Linked DNA regions of Mus musculus: regions 2, 3, 4 and 5 are each linked to region 1. Evidence: chromatin contacts called from public Hi-C, Micro-C and promoter capture Hi-C data. All regions are on one chromosome and are shown on one strand. The core of a region is the stretch at or near the end of the contact, and the rest is flanking DNA. Distances in the headings are between cores, read along the strand shown.

What was found. Promoter capture Hi-C pulls out the DNA fragments that hold promoters and counts their contacts. A called contact is a pair of places that touch in the nucleus more often than the background predicts. Capture Hi-C pulls out chosen DNA fragments and counts their contacts.
Region 2: a Hi-C map of bone marrow-derived macrophages shows a contact between it and region 1, with 23 read pairs. The contact joins the enhancer-like site here to the promoter of Nsrp1 in region 1. A contact is called at or near these places in 11 of 39 promoter capture datasets (the 3T3-L1 cell line, 3T3-L1-derived adipocytes, the C10 cell line and 5 more), 1 of 484 Hi-C or Micro-C datasets (bone marrow-derived macrophages), 7 of 115 datasets of contacts at active chromatin or transcription factors (the 230-238 cell line, bone marrow-derived macrophages, embryonic stem cells and 4 more) and 4 of 9 other capture datasets (adipose tissue, liver, macrophages and 1 more).
Region 3: a contact with region 1 is called in a promoter capture Hi-C map of liver. The contact joins the promoter of Cpd here to the promoter of Nsrp1 in region 1. A contact is called at or near these places in 6 of 39 promoter capture datasets (the 3T3-L1 cell line, the HPC-7 cell line, the SN4741 cell line and 3 more), 4 of 484 Hi-C or Micro-C datasets (B cells, CD8 T cells, cortical neurons and 1 more), 3 of 115 datasets of contacts at active chromatin or transcription factors (the NIH/3T3 cell line, T-cell acute lymphoblastic leukemia and large pre-B cells) and 2 of 9 other capture datasets (adipose tissue and liver).
Region 4: a promoter capture Hi-C map of the HPC-7 cell line shows a contact between it and region 1. The contact joins the promoter of Tmigd1 here to the promoter of Nsrp1 in region 1. A contact is called at or near these places in 14 of 39 promoter capture datasets (the 3T3-L1 cell line, the C10 cell line, the HPC-7 cell line and 9 more), 1 of 15 datasets of contacts at CTCF or cohesin (pro-B cells), 22 of 484 Hi-C or Micro-C datasets (B cells, the BV-2 cell line, the Ba/F3 cell line and 12 more), 10 of 115 datasets of contacts at active chromatin or transcription factors (T-cell acute lymphoblastic leukemia, bone marrow-derived macrophages, embryonic stem cells and 3 more) and 3 of 9 other capture datasets (adipose tissue, liver and macrophages).
Region 5: a Micro-C map of muscle stem cells shows a contact between it and region 1, with 8 times the contacts expected there. The contact joins the promoter of Ssh2 here to the promoter of Nsrp1 in region 1. A contact is called at or near these places in 4 of 39 promoter capture datasets (erythroid cells, liver, macrophages and 1 more), 3 of 484 Hi-C or Micro-C datasets (the 3T3-L1 cell line, CD4 T cells and muscle stem cells), 1 of 115 datasets of contacts at active chromatin or transcription factors (memory CD8 T cells) and 2 of 9 other capture datasets (adipose tissue and pancreatic islet).

What each region holds. Positions count from the first base shown.
Region 1 is chr11:77,077,136-77,079,760 of GRCm38.p6, forward strand. It overlaps Nsrp1 (nuclear speckle regulatory protein 1), which reads right to left and starts at 1,302. Exons shown (of 7, transcript NM_001012309.2): 1 at 1,244-1,302. The coding sequence starts at 1,263. Mir423 (microRNA 423) reads right to left here and starts at 1,037; the gene lies at 929-1,037.
Region 2 is chr11:77,307,396-77,310,020 of GRCm38.p6, forward strand. The region is part of intron 1 of Ssh2 (slingshot protein phosphatase 2); the gene reads left to right. Among named protein-coding and RNA genes, the nearest start is that of Gm24989, 64 kb to the left of the region's middle. Within about 2 kb of position 1,341, at least 6 of the 459 cell types and tissues checked have an H3K27ac peak or open chromatin away from gene starts, as enhancers often do. A contact at or near this core is called in bone marrow-derived macrophages, where this site is marked.
Region 3 is chr11:76,845,692-76,848,316 of GRCm38.p6, forward strand. It overlaps Cpd (carboxypeptidase D), which reads right to left and starts at 1,317. Exons shown (of 21, transcript NM_007754.2): 1 at 533-1,317. The coding sequence starts at 1,275.
Region 4 is chr11:76,900,854-76,903,478 of GRCm38.p6, forward strand. Tmigd1 (transmembrane and immunoglobulin domain containing 1) reads left to right here and starts at 1,306. Exons shown (of 7, transcript NM_025655.3): 1 at 1,306-1,363.
Region 5 is chr11:77,215,120-77,217,744 of GRCm38.p6, forward strand. Ssh2 (slingshot protein phosphatase 2) reads left to right here and starts at 1,306. Exons shown (of 15, transcript NM_177710.4): 1 at 1,306-1,396. The coding sequence starts at 1,334. It also overlaps a transcript of Efcab5 not described here.

The DNA of each region.
Region 1 (2,625 bases), core at 52-2,551:
ACTAAGAAACCCACGTAGAGATTCGGGCAAGTCCCCATTCACTTATTTGGCTCAATTGCTTTTGTCTGCGAGCAAGTCACCATGGGGGCAAGTTCCCATCCGTCCACTGGGCTCGTTTGCTTTGCTTCAGCGCCTCTGAAAACCATCACCACATTTTTTTTGTAACTAGATATTTTCTTTATTTACATTTCAAATGCTATCCCAAAAGTTCCCTATACCCCCCCCCCCGCCCACCCACTCCCACTTCTTGGCCCTGGTGTTCCCCTGTACTGGGGCATATAAAGTTTGCACAACCAATGGGCCTCTCTTCCCAATGATGGCCGACTAGGCTATCTTCTGCTACATATGCAGCTAGAGACACGAGCTCCAGTGGGGTACTGGTTAGTTCATATTGTTGTTCCACCTATAGGGTTGCAGACCCCTTCAGCTCCTTGGGTACTTTCTCTAGCGCCTCCATTGGGGGCCCTGTGGTCCATCCTATAGGTGACTGTGAGCATCCACTTCTGTATTTGCCAGGCACTGGCATAGCCTCACTCAAGACAGCTATATCAGGGTCCTTTCAGCAAAATCTTGCTGGCACATGCAATAGTGCCTGGGTTTGGCCATCACCAGATTTAATACGTTTCGTTTCTCGAGGTTTTGGCTTTAAAATGCAAAGGCCACGGGACATGCTTGGCACTGCAAGGTTTACACGCCCAAGAATAAATTTCCAGGCAGGTAAACCGTATCTGTGTCTTTCCCGGCAGCGAAGACCAGTTTCCTATATGCCTACTCTTTTCTGTGGCTTCTCAGCACCACACTCGTAACCCCAGGAGGGAGGGCGGGAGGCTGGTCTTGCCTGAGCATCTGCCAGGGAGAACGAGGCCCTCAAAGGCAACCAGGAGTTTCTCTTCTCGGTGCCCCTGAGCGCATCCAACCGGGAGAAACTCAAGCGCGGGGTAGGAAGCAAGACTGAGGGGCCTCAGACCGAGCTTTTGGAAAATAGAAAAGTCTCGCTCTCTGCCCCTCAGCCTAACTTCCTTTATTTCCTCACAAGTTTCTCAAACTTCGGGCTTGCAACCTGGAAAAATGTACCGGACGGGGGGTGGGGAACCTAAGTGGCTCGGAATTCCTCGCCTTCTCCCGCCTTTAACCGGGGCGGGGGTGGCCCTGCACTTCCGGCGACCTCAGACGCCTCGGCCTAAAGACTCAGTCTCCCTGGCTTCTTACTCCCCAGCCGGACCCTAACTTCCCCATCACTCACTGCCTGCCCGGGATCGCCATCTTGTTCCCGTCTCCGCTGGACCTGGTCGACGCGGACGTGACGAGACGCTGACGCCGACGTGTATACGCGCACTTCCGGTTCCGGTACTCGCTTAGCCGCTGAGCCTACCGCTGTGTCTTGCTTAGGATGCGGCTCGGCTCAGAGTCTTAAAGTCAGGGCGGGGAGGCGATGACCAAGTTCTAGTCCAGAGAGAGGCTCGTGGACCGCGCTCCGGGGACGAGCCTCGTCACTGGAGATAGTGTTAGAGTCACGTCCAACCGCGACGCCTGCTGAATCCGGACCGAGTCGGAGTGGGCCCCAATTATCTGAATTTAATGAGTTTCAAAACGGCTCCCTACACATCTATTGCTTTGTTTTGCTGCTCAGTGTAGCTGGCTCTGAGTGACTAAAAAAACCGAAAAGCCATAGAACCTCAATGTGAACTGATTATTTTATTTAAATAAAGCCTTTCTATATAATATAACCCTGACTGTCCTAGAACTCAAGATCTTGCTGCCTCAGCTTTCGGAATGCTGGAAATGCAGGCACCCTCGCCGAGAACTGATATTAGCAGTGCAGTTGTTTGAGACCATCTTGCTCTATAGTCCAGAATATCCTTTTGCCTCAGCCTTCTAAATGACAGTAACTCATCACAAGTGTGCCACCCCATTTTAAAAGACAAAACCTGGCTACATTTCATCTGTGCATCCACCATTTAGAACTAGTGTTGGCAGCCAGGGCTATACAGAGAAACCCTGTCTCGAAAAACCAAAAAAATAAAAATAAAAATTTTTTTTAAAAAGCCGGGCGTGGTGGCGCATGCCTTTAATCCCAGCACTTGGGAGGCAGAGGCAGGCAGATTTCTGAGTTCGAGGCCAGCCTGGTCTAAAAATGAGTTCCAGGATAGCCAGGGCTACACAGAAAAACCCTGTCTCAAAAAACAAAAACAACAACAAAAAAATTAGAACTAGTGTTGGTGTCTGGGAATTACCGTACAAACCACTCAGACACCAATCTCAGTCTAATAGAGATTAAATATCACACCCCAAGACTGAAAAATCAGGTCCACAGACCAAACTCAGGAGCTGACTGTGGCATTGAGTTAAGATCCTATAGGGCTTTTAAGCCTAAAATCCACAAACATCTGTGCCAAGTTACTCCACCAATCAGGATTTAGAGTTAGGCAATTTCATCAGAAGCATTTTTTTTTTTTGTACACTTATCCTGTTCTCATTAGTTGAGGTATTCAACTGTGGCAGAGGACTTGCCTAACATTCATGTCTTAACTTGCCAACCAGGACATCAGTTATCCATGTACATGCCTCTTTCTACCAAGTAGGATGTCAATTCCCTGGGATGTCTTAGGTAGGAACTTTATTCAA
Region 2 (2,625 bases), core at 91-2,590, 230 kb after region 1:
TAGGCTTGGATATTCTTTTCATGAGTTGTTGAGGTGGTGTTGGGGAAGTTAGGGTTTTCTCGGAAGTAAGTAATAAGTGTTTCTTTATTGCTTATCACTACAAGTGGTTGCTTGGAAAGGGTTTACTGATTAGGATACCATCTTGGGAATCCCTTTTGACATTTTCCTGTTTCCATGAAGCACAGTTTTGTGGAGTTGCTGGTTCTTTGAGTTTATGCTTCTAACCAGAGCATCTATTGGAGCTACTAGTGCCGTCAGTGATGAGGACTAGCAGATGGATGTTTGGAAGTGGTCCTCATCTGTATTAGAATCTGCATAGGGGAGGAGATGTCCCATGAGGTATAACCATGTTCCCTTTAGTTATGTTCAGTTTGGCAGGCACTCTAGACTAAAGACTATCTTGCAAAAATAAAATCATTAGAATAATCTGATTATGTCATTGTAAACTTTCTATGTTCATTTCATTTATCTGAATTCTAATTACCTTATGAAAACAGAAGAAAAAAGTATTGTATTAAAAAGAGATAATACTTCTCAATTTTTAAAAGCTTTTTCTTGATATGCAGGGGGGTGGGAGGGAGACATTAATGTTTTAAAGGCAAGGAAATGGCATTTGAAGCCTGCACAACATAGCAAGACTTTGTCTCTAAAAGAAAAGGGAAAGAAGAAAAGGAGAAAAGGAAGGAAAGAAAAGAAGAAAAAACACAAAAGCATGAAGGAAAACTTTCAGCAAATGACAGAAAGTCAATCTGCTAAATAGGATTGCTCTTATATCTTTAAAGACTCATTTAAAAGCCAAAGAAAATGAGTTTATGATTGCAAAGTTAGCTTTTAAAGGGTTTGTTGAAATTTCTAATCATTTTATGTAGGTCTTAAATATTTATGGATGAATATTAAGTTAGTAAGACTTAAGACATGACAGCTCTTCAGCCTGCTGAGGCCATGTGTGTATCAGAATTTCTCTCTGGTAACCTGACCTCACCTCTGACTTTAAAGGCCGTAGAAACAAACACTTCCCTAGTTAACAAAAAAGAAATGGAGAACAAAGGTTGGAATCCTGGCCCAGATATATATGTAGTTAGTCATTTATTTGGGTGGCATCAATCATTAGGACCTGCCTGTGATGGGTAGGGGGGACAGTAATGAGTGTTGCTAGCATCTTTGGTATGGCTGTCCTGTGTGTGCATATTTGTTTTGCACATTTGTTGAGAAGCATTTTATACTCCAGATTTCTGTGATCTGCTGATCCTTGTCCTAAAATTTAAGGCTCTGATAATGGCCTTTAAGTAAAGACAATGTATACTTTCTCTTAGCAATTTCTGGTAACACAGCAGTGTATGCTTTGACTTGTCTGCCCTCTACTGGAGATCTGTGATAACATTGACCAGTGTCCTCTGGCTTTAGGGGAAAAAACATGTTTTCCTTTAAAGACTCATTGCTATTCAGTCAATATATTTATAATTTTACTCAGGTTTTCAAAATGCTGACAAATACCTCCCCAGGGTCCCCACGTTCAGAGCTCAGGCCTCTGCAATTTATCATTTGGAGCCTACCTCAAAGCAAGCTCGGGTTTCAATTCACTACTTAGCTCATCACAGTCCCTAACTGTATTTCTGCTAGTCTTCCTTTTTCTTAATGTCAGTCGGTCTCCTCAAGATCTTTACAACTGGAGTCAAAGCCCACTTGTCTTGTGAACAGCATTCCCACAGTGATAGCTTTCTGAATTGCTGGCTTGTCCTTCTTTTGCCACACATTTACACTGTGTGAGAAGTTTGGGATCAGCCTGGTGTGGTGGTGCACACCTTTAAACCCAGCAGTCAAGAAGAGGTAGGCATATAGATAAAATTTCAAGGCTAGTCTGGTCTACATAGAGTTTTCCAGGTCGACCAAGGCACATTGTGACATCTTGTCTCAAAATAAAAAACATTTTTGAATCAGAGCTTGTGATGTGGCTCAGCAGATGTTTGCCACACCAATGTAGTGACATGAGTTTGAGTCCCCCAGAATCCAGGGAAAGTGGATGGAGATAACCCAACTCTATAAAATGTTTTCTGACCTTCACACACATGCCATAGCATAGGCATACACACGCGCACACACACACACACACACTCACTCACACATGTGCGCACTCGCACACTAATAGCAATAATAATAATAATAATAATAATAATTTTTAATATTTGGCTTGGTAGTGAAGGTGCATGCCTTTAATCTTAGCACTTGGGATACAGAGGCAGGTAAGTCCCTGTGAGTTTGAAATTAGCCTGATCTACAGAGGGAGTTCCTGGACAGCCAGGGCTACACAAAGAAACCCTCTCTCAGGAAAAGAAAGAAGAGAAGAGGGGAGGGGAGGGGAGGGGGAGAGGGAGAGGGAAAGGAAAGGAAAGGAAAGGGAAAAGGAAAGAGAAAGAAAACTAAGAAAGAAACAGAGAGAAAGACATTTTAACTCTTAAAATTTATTTTTATTTTATATGTACTGTTTTGTCTTTATGTATGTCTATTGAGGGTGTTGATCCTGAAATTACAGTTATTAGCTGTCATGTGGGTGCTGGAAATTGAACCCATGTCCTCTGGAAGAGCATTCAGTGCTCTTAACTACTGAGCCATATCTCAAGCCCCAAG
Region 3 (2,625 bases), core at 67-2,566, 230 kb before region 1:
GAGTAACCAGGCTTAGATTCCCCGATGTTAGTCAACCAGTCTGCCCTTCAATTTCCCCGTATGCAAAACAAGAGTACCAGTGGTGTCTAGAGGATATGAGTGGTGTCTAGGTCGCCCGGTTGTGGTCAACATCGAGTGACATAATGCAGTCGCAGAAAGTGCTTGCCACAGTGCTTCTAGTGACAAGCTTAGCTACATACATAATGAAGGTGCTAACTTAGGAATCCTTAAAATCCGTACCCGTTGCTCATATACGATGGTCTTTCAAAAATAGGGATAGAATGGGAGGGGGGAAAAAGCCCCCCGGCTTGCCCTGCACAAATGACAGCCACAAGCAGGCTTCTTTACAGTTAGCAAGAGGAAGAGGTACTGCAACCTGGCCTCCGTTCCAGTTACTGGGTGTCACTCTCCACACCGACTGCCCCCGACCCCTTAGGCTGGCAAGCACTGTTTGGGCGCCTGCTGGCTGTCAAAATAAGCCTCCTGGCCTCGAAGGCTCACGTGGGACCGAAAGCAGTCAGGCAACGCTTACTTGTTCCTGCGGATCCAGTCGATGAGGGCGCGCACCTCCGGCACCTCATCCAGGGAAGGTGGCTCGCCGGTGCTGAACTGGTCAGGGAAGCTGCGGTTGAGGTCGCGGCCTCGGCTGTTGTCACGGCCGCTGGTCCCAGGCGGGCCGCTGTCGCCGAGGCCGCAGTCACCCTCGCGGGCACGTTCGAAGCCATCCGGGTTCAGGCTGGGCAGCAAATACACGTCGGTGGTGTTGAGCAGGCGGACCAGGCGCGGGTCCCCGCGGCGGTAGCCCGACGCCAGCTCGCGGGCCAGGTAGACCAACACCTGGCGTGACACCGTCTCGTCGCCGTGCATGTTACCCACCAGCTTCACCTGCGGCCGGCCGGGCAGCAGCGGCCCCGCGGCGTCCAGCCCCGCGGCGGCGGTGGGCGGCGGCCCCAGGCCCGCTGTGAGGCGCAGCACCCACAGCGGCCGGCCCTCCACCGAGCTGCCGATGCTGAAGAGACGCGCCAGGCCGGGTGGCCCCGCGGCCGCCGCCGCTTCCAGCGCCTCGCCCAGCGCCGCTTCGTGGTAGTAGTGGTCAAACTGGCCCTCGGCCGCCTCGGAGCCGCCAACGGTTGTCGTGGTCGCCTCAGCCTTCTTGATGTGCGCCGCCTGGGCCGAGCTCCTCAGTAGCAGCAGCAGCAGCAGCAGCGGTGGCGGCGGCAGCAGACGCAGGCGTCCCAGCCGCCAGGGCGGCCGCTCATCCCGGCCGCTCGCCATCTTCCAGCAACGCCGCTAATACCGCTCCGCTCCAGCGGCTCCACACTCCGGGAGGCGGCAGCCCGCCGGATCCCCTCCGCGCCTAGCAACCCCATCCCGCCTTCCAGCCTTAGCCAATCGTAGCCTTGAATGCTTGGGTGTCACTCTAGGGGGCGGGGCTTTCCTTAAAGCGGACGATTTTCCCTCTGGGCGTGTCTCCACTCCAGTCCTTAGGGACTTTAGTCGCTTTCCTTTCCTCCACTAAGGTTCTACCCTCTGTCTTCCCGCCTCCCTATTTCCTCTTCTACTTCTCTCGTTTTGTTTTGTTTTGTTTTGTTTTGTTTTGTTTTTTGCTCAGTCTCTTCTTTATGGCTTCTCCTCTGAAATTCTCTGAGAGCTTTTACTAGCCCCCTTCTTCGTTGCAGCATTTCTTAGCTACGCTTTAATGCTTTAGAGTCAGTAATCAAAAGAATCGAAAGGTTCCAAAGATTAAAGGACTCTTGAGAAAATCAGGAAGTTAGAAAGAATCTTAATCTCCTTGGAGAATCAAAGACCTCCTTAGTCCCATCTCCTTTGCACCTTCCTCCCCGCCCCCCCCCCATCCCCCTTGATCGGTTCTGCCTGGGCTTGAGCCCATCTGCCTACATGCAGTTGAAGAGAATGAGACACCTCATAAAGCAATCAATTCTATTTTTGATTTGTCGCGTGACTAGGTATCTCCTTTATTAAGTGGAAACTTCCATAGTAGGCGCCCTCTGTCTTAATGTGGTCTTAATTGGCCATTCAAAAGTGTTGGATTGTAACTATCTTCTTTGTGTGCTGGTCTCTGCTCTCACTGAGGAGATATCGTTTTTTAGTGACCTTACCCTCCTCTCACACTTCTTTTGAGTAGGAGCATCTAGATCACCTCTATACAGCCATAGCTATAGTTTTGGAATGCTGTCTTTAAGAGATAGATTTGCCATGTCTAGAAATACCTGCTTGGCAAGTGTACTTCCCCCAAGGTATTTGGGTAAGTCCAGAAAAACCTAACCTTCCAAGTAAAGTTTAATCACGTTAGCTTGAAGAAATTTGAAGTTTGGCAATCCTTTTATCAAGCGTGAAATTCTAACCCATCTAATGACATAATTGTGATAACCATTATCATTCCCTTCTTTCGGTGCTGGATGGTTCGAGTTTCTGAACTCTAATTGAATCTTCATAGAGCCCGTGGAATTCACTGATTACTGAGTATTTATTGAGTAATTGGTGTCTGTCAAAGCTAGAAGCTGGGAAGCAAGGCATTGCTTGCATAGTTAGAGATCCAATGCAGGGATGAACAATGCAATACATCTGTGGGGACATTCCTGAGGAAAACCTCATTCAGTCTGA
Region 4 (2,625 bases), core at 56-2,555, 180 kb before region 1:
TGAAGCGCCTACTGTACAGCAGCTTAGCATGCTCCATTTCACTCAATCCTCACAGTGACTCTGTGGGGAGGGCACTGTTATTATTGCTATTGTGTTCCTGAAGAACCAAAGGCTCCTAGGGGTTAGATAACTTTCAAAGTCACATAAACAGAAAGAAATAGATCTCTGGTGTGGTTACCCAATGTGCTCAAAGCTATGGACAGTGCCAAGTATGATGGCACACACCTGTAATCCTAACACTTGGGAGTGAAGGCAGGAGGATCAGGAGTAATAACTAGCCTTGGCTACACAGCGAGTTCAAAGCCAGTTTAAGCTATAGGAGACCTTCCTTTAAAAAAATAAACCCACCAAACAAAAATGGAGAAAGCTCGGGATGTACCTCAGTGGTACAGTGCTTGCTTAGCATATATAAAACTCTGGGTTTGATCTCCAGCAACAAAAAAATATGGAGGTAAAGTCTAGACGATCATAAATGTCATATTTTTTGATGAATGGAAACAATAGTTCTTGACACATAAAATGTTCATTAGTAACACTAACATAAAGTATGTTAGGTGGTGCGTGCATGCAAGAGTGTGTGTGCACACACATGGGCACACCCATGCCCATGTGGAAGTCAGAAGACAACATTTTGTGTTGGTCTTCATCTTCTACTCTGATTGACATATATCTAGTATGGCAAGTGGCCTTCTGGGGATTCTAATTTCTCCATCCCCATCTCAGCCTCCCATCTCACTGTAGGAGTGCTGGGATTTCAGCTGCCTCATTAGGGTTTTGTGTGGGCTTTACCCGTTGAGTAACTTAAGTATTTTTACCAATAAAATAATTTTAGTTGAAGTGTCCTGTTCTGGTTTCCCAATGAAGTCAGAGCCTCAAGGAGCTAAAACTTCCTCTTGTTGCTTGGCATAGCTTCAGCACTGGGCTCGGGTGACTGGTGGTAAAAATCTTTCAATAATTAAGTTATGCAAAATCTTCAGTTGTCACTGATTGTGAAAGTCAAGCCTCTCCCCGGACTTGTCCTGTCACAGCTGTCAGGCAGTGTTGGGTGAGATGTGCTCTGGATTTTTGCACAAGTTCAGGCTTCCCTGGAACAATACACCCGTGTTAGTAATATCCGGCCCCTCCTAGTAACCTGGGTACAGAAAGGCTTAGACCTTGTGAAGATGTGCTTCACAATTACTGTCTTCTCTAAGAATCCAGAAAGGGAAACAGACTTTGAACCCAATTTATCTCAGTTACTTGACCCTACTGTCATAAAGTGTTCAAATTCAAGTATTATAAAGGATCATGTCGGGGACATAATTCAGGGCTCCTGGGCAGAGGAAGAGCTAGGTGAGGAAGTCAGCTGCTGGGAGCTCAGCAGGTAAGTGGCTAGACAAGGGACTTTATTTGGAAACTTTGGCGTCTTAGAAAGCAAGAGACCATTGGTTCTTCCCCTTCTCAGGGTAGTGTACAGCCTCAAACTCTCCAGTTTTTTGTTTTGTTTTGTTTGTTTGTTTTAATGGTTTGTTTGGTTGATTTTGTTGTTGTTGTTGTTGTTGTTTTGTTTTCTTTAGTTTGGTTTTTTTGAAACAGGGTTTCTCTGTGTAGTTCTGAAGTTCCTGACTGGCCTGGAACTCACTCTGTAGACCAGGCTGGCCTGGAATTCACAAAGATCCACCTGCTCCTGCCTCCGGAGTGCTGGGATTGAAGGTGTGCACCACCACAGCCCAGGCACTCTTGAGTTTTTATTCAGGCCCTATATTAGACTATACTTGAGAAAAGTTACGGTTTTATCATTCTTGGAGGGCTCTCCTTTCTAAACCTCCATGTATCCTTGTGTTGCTGGGGATTGAACCCAGAACCTCCTACATGCTGCAGCAGTGCTCTCTCTCCCATCTACTAAGAAAATTCCATGCATGATCGGGTTCTGAAACCATCACTTTTTCACAGTGTGTGCGTGGGGGGTGGGGGGGATATTGGGGTTACACATGCCACAGCACACACGTGGAGGTCAGAGGACAACTTTAAGAGTTTGTTCTCTCTTACATGGCATCTGGGGGTCAAACTCAGGTTATCAGGCTTACACTAACAAGCACTTTTACCTCTGAGCCATCTCACTGGTCCTGAGGTCCTCGCTCTTATAATAGAGTCATAGCAATATTTTGGACAAGAAAATTTCAATTACAAAATGCTCTGGCTACTAGTAATCGCATCTTATTAAAATATTGGTAGAGGCCTCCCTGGTAGGAAGCACCCTTGGTCCTGTCAAGACAAGCCTAGAGCAAGGGAGGAGTAGAGGTGCCTCGAATTAGTCAGATGTATATTTCCTGCTTATATTCATGATACAGCTAATATTCATGATAAAGGACAAAATACCAAGTTATTAGTGCAAACGGAAGGACCAGGGACTAGAAGAGGCTCAGAGCATCTTTTGAAGGGAATGAATATTACTTTAGTCAGAAGGACAGTTGTGAGTGTGGCCTTGGCAGTCTCGGGTTGGAATCCTGACCCTAACATTTGCTGGTTTTGTGCAAATGTTCTGGGAAAATTGCATTCTTGGGTCAAGAGGTTAATTGTTATGGAGCATGGTAGTGCACATTACTAATCCTGGTGCTTAGGAGCCAGGAGTGTCGTAAATTCCTG
Region 5 (2,625 bases), core at 56-2,555, 140 kb after region 1:
GAGATCCAAGATTGTTTGAGTGACAAACAGAAAGAGGTGGGCTTTAGAAACTGGAGTCCATAAGTGAGTGTTTTCTACAGCTTTGATATGGATGGTGGTATTTACCAGTTCATCCCCTCAACTATCTCTGTGTAAATATATCAACGGGTTGCACTGCGTGACTTTTCCTTTTCTTTTTAGTCTTGATTTTTCCATTACATGCTTGGTTGATGTTGGCAGTTTACCATTTAGAAATGTCTTCCTTTAAAATATTTTAATTCTACATTTTCACTTGCATTTATGAAATAGTCAAATTTATGGGGGAAAGAAAAAAAGCTCAATGATCAAAAGATCTTTGTTTAGTGGAGATCTTCACAGTAGGAAGCAATTGAGAGGTTTTAAAAAAAAAATAGCAGGTTGGAGCTTTCCAACTCAGGGTCCAGCTCTCTGTGCCCGCCCCTTCCCTCAGCATCTCAGGTACAGTGACTGACTTTAGGCAGGTTGTAGAGGAAGGAAGCCTGAGGCTACTACGAAGTTTCCAGTGTTTACCACCGGGGGGAAAAATCTTTCTTAGGAAAAGTCTGGTCGTTAACCCTGAGGCCCTTTATGATGAGGAGGGTGGGGAAGCTCATTAAGACGGAGCCCTCTTGAGGGCCAGGTCCAAGCAGGAGGGCTGGTCTCCCGGGTCTAGCCCAGAGAAAGCGTCTATAGCACCTGCGGAGCCCTTTTCCACTAGAAAACGTGTTCGCCTCAGGATTTTCGCCTCAGTTTTTCTCTAAGGTTGCGCGCCCCACTCATAAAATGGTTGTCTTTCTGGAGTGAGGATTAGCGGCTCTCCCACCGACCCCCACCCCCAGATCAGGACCCTCGGTTGGCTGGCTGCCTTCCAGGGCTCCTTGGCCAGCTCGCCCCACGCCGCGCAGCGGGGACAGACAGAGCCGCAGGGGCAGCAGTAGGGCTCGAGAGCTGACCCGGGAGGGGACGGCGGCCCGAGGCGCGGCGCACGCAGCCTGCCCGCCCGCTTCCGGCAACTTAAGGGTTACGCCGCCGCGGCGGCGCGCGCCGAGGGGAGAGGCGGTTGCTGACAGGTGGCGCCTGCGCACTGGGAGCGCTCATTGTGCCCCGCAGCTGCCGAACCGCCCGCCTGCCCGCCCGCCGCCCGTTCGGCGCGTCAGTAGGCGAGAGAGTCCGGTGGTGGGTGCGGAGCCCGAGGCCGTTCCCGCGGCTTCATCTCCCTCTCCGTTTCCCTCGTCCCTACGCCTCACCCATCGTCCCCCATCCCGGCTCCGTCACCCTCCCGCCCCCCACACTCAGGACGAGAATGCCCTGCCCGGAACAACCCAGCAGCACCTAGATGGCTTTGGTCACGGTCCAGCGGTCGCCTACCCCCAGCACCACCTCCAGCCCTTGCGCCTCGGTGAGTCCCTCCAGGCGGCAGCTCCCAGCTTCTGTCACTGCGGCTCCGCTTTGCCTCAGCGGGTCCCGCCGAACGCCACTGCGCACGCGCCGCGCCTCTTCCCAGGCCTTGGCACTCAGGCTGCTGCGAACCCCCCACACCCTCATCTTACCGGCGAGCAGCAGCGACTGCCAGACGTTGGGGTTTTTTGTTTGTTTGTTTGTTTGTTTGTTTGTTTTTTCCCCAACCTCCATCACCCGGAGCACCCAGTCCCTCACAGCGCTGGCTCAGAAATCTCCCGTAGCATGCTTCCCATGGCTTGAGCACTTCCTTTCGGCTATGAGTCATTCTTGCTTTTCACCCTCCCCCCTTCTTTTACCCTCTGTTGCTCTGTTGCAGGGAGAGGAAGGGTGGGCTCCTAGGTTACCCCCGACCCACACCCATATCCTTTACGCACACCGTTTCAGGGACCCAGTCAGTGCACTGCGCATCCTTCTTCCGTCTCGCCCTGTGTGTGCCTTTCTCTAGTCCCTGGCATCTCTCTTGTGCTCCGTACAGTTTAGGCTTCATTGGACTGCTCGGTGGTAGTTACTCCCTGGTTTCTTCCCACCCTTAAAAGATGGCAGTGATCTCTGCTTCTTGGACTTCTACCTTTCTCAGTGAGAACCCAAAGCTTCTGGTGCTGCTTGATAACCAGTGCCAATTCATTTCCATCTTATAGACATTTATGCCTTCCACTCATTGCTCATGATCGTTCTTGCTCATGGGTTGTGCTTGGATGGTTCATGACTTCAAATGCTGTGTCGCTAAAGCATGTTTCCAGAAGGAAAACACTCATCAATTAGCATTTTTTTTTCTGCTGGGCTTTTCTATGCCTTCACCTCCACCATGACTCCTTTATAGCTCTAGTCTCGGGCTTCATATTTGTGAATACCTGCTAGCATGTGTTAGCATTGCACCAGTGTGGTAAAATGGGTCTTAAAAAAAAAACAGGCATCTAGATGAAAATATGAGCAATTGAAGAACTATTTCATATAGAATTGTAGTTTTAACATTAGATTTAGTAGTGTCAAGTTGCAAAGAGGCATTCAGTGAACACCATGACTTTCCACTGTATGAAAGAAAGTTGGGTCATTAATATTTGTTAACTGAGATAGGAGTTTGATATCTTGAAAGCATGTTGCCTTGTGATTTCAATATAGTTTCCTGAATTTCAAAATTTTGTTGCATATTGTGGTAGTTTCTTCCTT